Linked DNA regions of Mus musculus: regions 1 and 2 are each linked to region 3. A link is a contact called in public Hi-C and HiChIP or PLAC-seq data. All regions are on one chromosome and are shown on one strand. The core of a region is the stretch at or near the end of the contact, and the rest is flanking DNA. Distances in the headings are between cores, read along the strand shown. Region 1 overlaps Smap1 (small ArfGAP 1). Region 2 overlaps Col9a1 (collagen, type IX, alpha 1). Region 3 holds the start of Fam135a (family with sequence similarity 135, member A).

Region 1 (2,700 bases), core at 120-2,619, 220 kb after region 3:
TCCAGATCTCTTTCCTAGGGTTTCTATCTCCAGCGTTGCCTCGCTTTGGGTTTTCTTTATTGTGTCTACTTCCCCTTTTAGTTCTAGTATGGTTTTGTTCATTTCCATCACCTGTTTGGCTGTGTTTTCCTGCTTTTCTTTAAGAGCCTGTAACTCTTTAGCAGTGCTCTCCTGTAAATCTTTAAGTGACTTATGAAAGTCCTTCTTGATGTCCTCTATCATCATCATGAGAAATGTTTTTAAATCTGGGTCTAGATTTTCGGTTGTGTTGGGGTGCCCAGGACTAGGTGGGGTGGGAGTGCTGCGTTCTGATGATGGTGAGTGGTCTTGATTTCTGTTAGTAGGATTCTTACGTTTGCCTTTCGCCATCTGGTAATCTCTGAAGCTAGCTGTTTTAGTTGTCACTGTTAAGAGCTTGTTCTTCAGGTGACTCTGTTAGCCTCTATGAGCAGACCTGGAGGGTAGCACTCTCCTTAGTTTCAGTGGGCAGAGTATTCTCTGCAGGCAAGCTCTGTTCTTGCAAGGCAGGTACCCAGATATCTGGTGTTCGAACCAGACTCCTGGCAGAAGTTGTGTTCCACTCACTAGAGGTCTTAGGATCACGTGTGGAATCCTGTGTGGGCCCTTGCGGGTGTCAGGCGACTCAGCTGGCAAGGTAGCCGGGGCTCGAGTGGAGTGGAAGGGGTTTGTGCCCCAGATCAAGCCCGGGTAGCCTGCTTCCCTATGTACCGCAGTCTTAAGTTCCACGCGATTGGATTGGGGTAGGCGCTGTGTTCCACTCACCAGAGGTCTTAGGGTCCCGTGGGGAGTCCCGTGTGGGCCCTTGCGGGTGTTGGGCAAGACTCTGCTGTCAAGGTAGCCCGGGGCTCGAGTCTCGAGTCGAGCGGAAGGGACTTGTGCCCCAGATCAGGCCCGGGTAGCCTGCTTCCCTATGTACCGCAGTCTCAAGTTCCGCGCGATTGGATTGGGGCAGGCACTGTGATCCACTCACCAGAGGTCTTAGGGTCCCGTGGGGAGTCCCGTGTGGACCCTTGCGGGTGTTGGGCAAGACTCTGCTGGCAAGGTAGCCCGGGGCTCGAGTCTCGAGTCGAGCGAGCGGAAGGGCTATAATGGTTAATCTTGATTGCCAATTTTACTAGGATTAGGAATTACCATGGTAACAAAATTCTGGGCAAGTTTTTGAGGGATTATGTAAATTAGGTTAATTGAAGTGTAAAGACCCACCCTAAATGTGGGTTGCACCATTTGATGAACTGGGATCCCTTTGTGAGGAAAAGGAGAAAGTGGCAAACTCCCGCTTGCTCTTGCTGCCATGCCTTCTCTGAGTCAGTCCTTGGAATGATTGTCAGGAGTGAACCCTCTGCCTGCCCATAGTCCACAGTCTTTGCCCAGCATTTTGTCACAAGGAGTCAAGTCTGAATTTTTAGATAAGAGCTGCTATCTGTCTTTTGAAGTTGCTTTTTATTCAGATCTAAAGGTCTATCATTCTTGTTGTAAGAATGCTCAGAAATGCCAACTTGATACCATGGCATTTCATTAGTTTATTTACTACTTAAAACAATTGCCATGTCACAGAGAAGGATTCACAGAGCTTGACAAACTTTACCAGTGTTGGCCCTGGTGGAGGCAGAGCAAACATCTCTCACTGTAGAGTTCCCTTGTGTCAATTTCCAATCAAATCCTCCAAGGACAAACACTATACTGATTTCTGTCTACAAATTAGTTCCTTAGGGATATTTTTGGGTACCCCGTGGTGGGTATAAAAACCTGTATAAAAACAGCATTCCAATAGGTCACTCATGAAAAAGTGTGAGTCCATCAAAGTCTAGCTTGGGGAAGCAGTGTATTTAATGGACTTACTGATAAAGAGTACAGGCTAGAGTTGACTTGCAGGAGCCTGGGTGTGTCCCCCAAATACTACAAGTAGAAACTCTTACCCCAGCATAGTGAGTTCTCCCCTATAGCTGCATAGGGGTGTTGTAATGGAGGGAGTGATAGAAATCTGGTGCCGGTCTAGTGACTCTTCCCTTTCATTTTCTGTTAGGGAATGCTCAGAGCCAACAAGCCAGATCTGGGGTGTCTCTTGCAAGAGTTGCAACTGCTCTGATGCAGATGACAGCTCTTGGCTCAGGGACAGCACTGTGCATAAATTGAAACCTGTGTCTTGGAAGTCATTCCTATATAGTCTTCATTCAGATTTGGAAAAGTGATGGTTGCAATATGGTTTAATGTTCTGTAATTAGAATAAAGGCTTTTTGATGTAAAAATAGTTAGGTATTTATTAATCAAAGTAAGAGAAGTAATTTCACCACATTTAAATGTACTCTGTGTCACCTTTATGGTCACTATTACCACTCCCATGATACTCATATAATCATGAGTACTATTTTCAAAGATGCTAATCTTTTTTAAAAATGCTTTACCAAAAGATCTAACCAGACCCGAGTCCAGTTAAACTATTAAGTTTGAGGTATATATGGTTTTTATAAAATGTAGCCACTTAGAAAGTAATATCTAAGGGTTACTTATTTACTGCTATTAGATATGCCATATTCTCATCACTCACTCACACACACACACACACACACACACACACACACACACACACACACACACACACACACACTGTATGTTCTTTCAGTTTTTTTTAAAGACATCTCCTGAACATGGTGTTTTAGAGTTATTGACTGCTTGTTTTTA
Region 2 (2,700 bases), core at 142-2,641, 130 kb before region 3:
CTAATTGAGTTTGAATCATTTAGTTAGATTAACAATTCTATCTAGCAGTTTTAAAATTCAATAACCCCGGAAAGTGTCATTCTACAGTAGAAAGAGGAATCCAGACACAGGCCAACTCCATTTACACATTTTATTGGCTGAGGTCTCCATCAAAAAGCATCTTGATTAGATGCTCTTCTGTGGCTTCAAAAGTCTGTGTCATCTGAATAAAATTCAGCAAGCTAAGAGACAGGGCTACCCACTTCAAAGGAAGAACACTGTACAGTCCAGGAAACAGCCATTAGTGCCAGCATCCAAAAACAGTCTGGCTGCACACCAAACTTCACTATGGTTTTCCCTCACTATAAAGCACACTGAGAACAGTTGTGTGCCTTCACTGTTACACCACACCCACAAGCCAGCCAGCCCCTCCTTGTACTTAAAGTGGTGAATACCCAACACCGCAAACCACATGCAATTCTTACCTGTTCACCCTTCCACTAACAACACTCAACACTTACCTGTTCACCCTTGGGACCCGGTTCACCAAATACACCCTAGAGTAAATAAAATTTGACATTTTTCAGCATCATTTCAGATGAGCCGATATCCTTGAATGAGCTGATGGATAAGGTGATGGAAGAGAGCTCCCTGATTCTCACCACTTAATTGAGGACCAGAGGGTCTCGTCACAATTGTTTCCCAAATCTCTGGTAACATGAGAGCATTCTCTGGTCATATTCATATGAATGAACTTTTACTGGTAGGAATAGAAATTTAGAACTAAATAAAAACTATAACTGCAACTGATTTTTTTTTTCTCCTCACCCTTTATTTTTCTTCCTTCTGGAAAGTTAGTTTTGTTTTGTCTTGAATGTCAATTCTCAGTAATTTAACACTATATTTCTTTCACTCTACTTCTTCATGATAATCAGTAAAGAGAGTCTTCACTGGGTAAAGCAACCTTGATTTCCCAACAAAGAAGGAGTAAACATTCCAGATTTAAAAGAGGGGGAACACACACAAAACCACGTAGACCTCTGGATAGCTTACCCTGTCTCCTTTCATTCCAGGAAGTCCAGGGGGCCCAGGCAAGCCAGGAAGGCCAGGGCTGCCAACAGATCCCTGGAAAACAAACAGAAAATCTTCAGAGTCACTGTGTCCTCGATGCTCAAAGTTGACAAGACAGACGGGCAAGGGCGGGGTGGGGATTGGGGGGAGGGGGCCGGGGTATCAACTCATGTGTAAAGTTAGTGTGTGGTTGGTTTAGTGCTGCCTCACTCCTGCGTTCCAGGAGAAGAGGGGTGGGTGGCCTCCCACCTTCCACCCCATCTCTGAATTCCCTCTGCACAGCTCAGCAACAGTGGGCTCTTTCAGCTAATGCCTGGCAGAACGCAGCCCGCTGTTGCTTCTCCTGCTGTGTAAACAGAAGCTACACAAGAAGCAAAGGCCACCATTCATCTACAGTTCCCTTCCATTCCACTAAGAGGCAGATGCCAGCCGTGGCACTTCATGCCTCTCTGGGTTTTCAAATGCATTCTACAAGCCACGCTGATTAAAATACTCATGCAACTATCATAGATACAATTGGAAATTCCATATCAACAGCTTCACACACTCACATAACAACTAAAATAAAAACCATATATACAGTTAATTAGATGATCTTTTGCAATTTTTCTCTGCTTTCCTTTAAAAAAACACCAAAACATATCTGCTTTGCAGGAAGCAAGCATGTAGAGTGGACACTTCACTTACCAGTTTCCCTGGTATGCCTGGAGACCCTTCTGGTCCTACCGGGCCTCTACTGCCCTGTGAAAACATATATGTTGTCATCAGCTAGATATTCAGCCCAGAGTTAAATGCTTCATTATTATATGAAAAGAAATAACATTTCGTCCAGGCTTTTGGTAAAATATAGGTGTTGCCAAAATCTCCCATCACTCCAACTGAAGGCTCAAACCATCCTGTCAAGAGTCTAACCAGTCACCTTCTGTGCACTGCTCATGGAGCCTGCTTGTGCTGTTCATGGGATGCCAGGCCAGAACACCAGAAATGTTCACTGCCTGTACACACAATGATGTTAGTAATTTTCAGCATGTAAGTCACATCCTGTTTTATATTATGACTATTCATATATACACTTTTATGCTCTCACTTAGGCATGTTCTTAGGGTATTCCATACCCACTCACTGGGCATGCTGCAGTGTCTGTGTAAGCTCTTGGGTCTACAGACGCCTTAAAGGAGCAGCTGGCAAATGATTGTGTCCCTCCAAAAAGCATAAAAGGGAAACACAGGGCAGAGATGCTTGCCTTTAAATGATTGCTGCAACCTCCAGAAGACACAGATGGTAGACATTTATAAACTTTCTGAGATAAAATTTCTTGTTGCACTCATTCTAGATCTAAATATGTCTCCAAGGATTGTAGACTTTGTTAAGTGTGACTCACCAATCTCGTGGGCCCATCTCAAATTTTATTATTTGAAATCTAAGTTTTCACATTTCTATTCTACTTGAAACCCTAAGCTTTAAAGAAAAGACATTTTTAAGAAAAGGGGGTATGAGACTTTTACTTCTTTCCTTGAGAACCCAACCTAGTTTTATACAATTTGACTAAAGCCCGTTATATACCTAATGTTGTTTGCAGCTCAGTAGAATGCAGCGGAACACAAGTAGATAGACAGTCGCATTTCCTTCAAGGTTTATCATAAGACTGCA
Region 3 (2,700 bases), core at 113-2,612:
TTCAAGCAGATTATCAGTGGCATCATGTTCCCTCACATTATATCTAAGAGACACCACTCTCTCCTCCTAATTCATTTTTATCACAAGCTGTGTTCTGTTCTCCCCATTCATTTTATCTTGAGCTGTGTGAAAGTGTTACAGCTCTGAGGGAAATTTTCAGCTGTTGCTGAAATTCCCAACCTTGCTTGAGTCACACACAGAAGCTTTAACGAGCTATAAAATGTCCTGCTGGTGGCCCAACTTGAGACCCATCCATGGGCAAGCACCAAACCCTGACACTATTATAAGGATACTCTGTAGGCTCCACCCAGGAGATGATTCAAACCGAAGCAGACACCCACAGCCAAATAGTGGATGGAGCGAGGGGCCTCTTATGGAAGAATAGGAGGAAAGATTGCAGTCCTGAAGGGGATAGGAACTCCACAGGAAGACCAACTAACCAGGACCCTTGGGGCTCTCAGAGACTGAACCCCCAACCAAAGAGTATACACGGGCTGGACCTAACCCCACTTCCTCCAGCATGTGTGGCTGATGTGTGGCTTGGTCTTCATGTGGGTCTTCAACAACGGGAGGGGGAGGGGAGCTACTATCCCCAAAGCAGCTCCATTTATGTGGGATATGTTTTATTAGCTGGGCTGCCTTGTCCTGCCTCAGTGGGATAGGAAGTGCCAGCCTCACAGACTCAGAGAAGGGAAGGGGGAGTGGGGGAAGGACTGTGGGAGGGGAGGGGATCTGGAAGGGGGAACCGAGCAGGATGTAAAGTAAATAAATCTTTAAAAAATGTTCTGTTCGGACAGCGGGAAAGAAGAAAATGAAGTTAATCAATGAAAGACTATGGGCTTCCGTTAATGGAATTTAAGACCTGAAAGCTTCTATTTAAGATGTCATCAATCAAGACACTAATAGATCAGCTGCACGCATGGCCACACCATGGATGGCCCCATTAGCGACTGCTGGGGCAGCACCGACCCACTGCCCTGGCAGAGGCGCGAGGGTCGGCTCTAGCCATGGCAGCAAGGAGAGAAGACGTAGATGACTTCGAGAGAAATCTCCTCAGTCTTCAACTGTCCTTTCGCATCTCTTGGGGCCCTTTAACTCTCGACCAGTGGTTCACACTATCCCCCCCCCTACCCCCAGCTCCCACCCCGGCTGGGCTCGCGCTTTTTATTGACGCAAGTCTCCCGTTCTCGCGGGAACTCGGGAGGGGCGAGCCGGGAAGGGAGAACAAATCTTCAAATCTCGGTTGGCGCCGGGGGCCCGCGGCAGCTGAGTCTCCTGGGGGGGCGGGACTTGGAGCCCAAGGGGGCGGGTCCTCGCCTCAGAGAAGGCGGGACGTTGCGGGAGGGGGAGGGGAGAGCCCCAGGGGCGGGGCCGCGGGCCGGGACCTGTTGAACGCAGGTAGCGCTCGGCGGCCCGGTTCCCTTGGGACCGACGCGACTGCGCATGCTCGCCGGCGGCTCTGGGCCGGGAGCCGAGCGCCGGAGACGAGCCGGCTCTTGGCTTTGCGGTGGTTGCGGGTGCTGCGATGGCGATGTGAGCGGGCCCGGGGCGGGATGGTGCGGACCTGGCTAAGGACGCCTACCAGCCGGACGCAGAGCTCCTCCGTCGCACAGGCGCCAGCCGAGGCCGTGCCGGTTGAGAGGTGAGCCCCTCGCTGTCCGCGCGACTCCCGGCCCCGCGACGCGGGCCAGGTCCATCTCCCCCGCGGGGCCGGACAGGAAGTGGCCTCCTCGCCTCGTCTGCCTCTGGCGCCCTGGCCTCAGTCGGAGCCGGGTCCTGGGCCCGCTGAAGGTCGGCGGGGACGCGAGGGGCGCGGCGCGCAGGCGGGTGCCCCCGGCCGGCCCTTGCCACTCGTCGTGCCCGGTGTCCCGCCGGCTCTCCGCCCCACTCCACGGTCGCCGCCTGGTCCTTCGACCCTCATTCGCTTCCACCCGCGCCCGCGCGCCCTTTGGCTCCGGGGGTCCCTCGACGTCGGTCGAGCTCTCCGCTCGGTCCAGCTCGGTCCCTCGACTGTGCATCCCCAGTCGTTAACCTCTTGGCCGTCGCCGATCAGTTTCCTCGCTGTTAGCACTATTTTCTCCTTTGGCACCTCGTTCTAGCTCTTTTGTTAGTTACTGACTTGTGGGAGGGTGGGCTTTTTGGCCTTTTGCGTTTTGTTGTTGCGTTTAAGCATCTCTTTGCTCCAGTGTCGAGCCTTGCCTTCAGAGGCCCTCACTCTCTTAACCTCTTTTGGTCCCCCCGCCTCATTGCTTTCGGTCCAGCCGCTCCTAACCACCGAACCGATTTTAGTTCTTTAATGTTGGTGTTTTGTTTTTTAAGCCATAAAACTCCTTTTTCCTATATGTGTGGATGGAACCTCTTTTTCAGTCCATATGTTTTACTTTTTATTACATCCCCGAAGAGTTGTAACAACCTCTGTTCTCTTCTGCTTTCTACGCAAGCTAGGGCTATGCCTAGTATCCCCACTGAAGCTTCCAGAGCAGTTTCTTCATCTTTCTTCACCAGAAATTCTCTAAAGAATGGCAGCTCACTTGATTGGATCTTGAATTACATGTACCAGTCATGTTATGAGAAACAAACTGGCCATTTATAAAGAGTTAAGATTTGCCAGAGGTCAGTGCTCCAGTAAATAACAGTTGACCAGGAACAAATCTGAAGTGAAATTTAACAAAAATTACTATATAAAATGTATTGATTTGT

Evidence for each region. A called contact is a pair of places that touch in the nucleus more often than the background predicts. HiChIP or PLAC-seq counts read pairs in DNA pulled down with a chosen protein or histone mark.
Region 1: an H3K4me3 HiChIP or PLAC-seq map of intestinal villus epithelium shows a contact between it and region 3, with 6 read pairs. The contact joins the enhancer-like site here to the promoter of Fam135a in region 3. A contact is called at or near these places in 2 of 39 promoter capture datasets (cranial neural crest and embryonic stem cells), 5 of 115 datasets of contacts at active chromatin or transcription factors (embryonic stem cells and intestinal villus epithelium) and 2 of 9 other capture datasets (adipose tissue and pancreatic islet).
Region 2: a contact with region 3 is called in a Hi-C map of cortical neurons. The contact joins the enhancer-like site here to the promoter of Fam135a in region 3. A contact is called at or near these places in 1 of 39 promoter capture datasets (cranial neural crest), 1 of 484 Hi-C or Micro-C datasets (cortical neurons), 1 of 115 datasets of contacts at active chromatin or transcription factors (pancreatic cancer cells) and 1 of 9 other capture datasets (liver).

What each region holds. Positions count from the first base shown.
Region 1 is chr1:23,883,675-23,886,374 of GRCm38.p6, reverse strand. All of the region lies in intron 2 of Smap1 (small ArfGAP 1), which reads left to right. Among named protein-coding and RNA genes, the nearest start is that of Smap1, 37 kb to the left of the region's middle. Within about 2 kb of position 1,369, at least 5 of the 459 cell types and tissues checked have an H3K27ac peak or open chromatin away from gene starts, as enhancers often do. A contact at or near this core is called in intestinal villus epithelium, where this site is marked.
Region 2 is chr1:24,229,287-24,231,986 of GRCm38.p6, reverse strand. It overlaps Col9a1 (collagen, type IX, alpha 1), which reads right to left. Exons shown (of 38, transcript NM_007740.3): 29 at 1,738-1,791; 30 at 1,033-1,104; 31 at 501-536. Among named protein-coding and RNA genes, the nearest start is that of Col9a1, 53 kb to the right of the region's middle. Within about 2 kb of position 1,391, at least 59 of the 459 cell types and tissues checked have an H3K27ac peak or open chromatin away from gene starts, as enhancers often do. A contact at or near this core is called in cortical neurons, where this site is marked.
Region 3 is chr1:24,099,003-24,101,702 of GRCm38.p6, reverse strand. Fam135a (family with sequence similarity 135, member A) reads left to right here and starts at 1,362. Exons shown (of 21, transcript NM_026604.4): 1 at 1,362-1,642.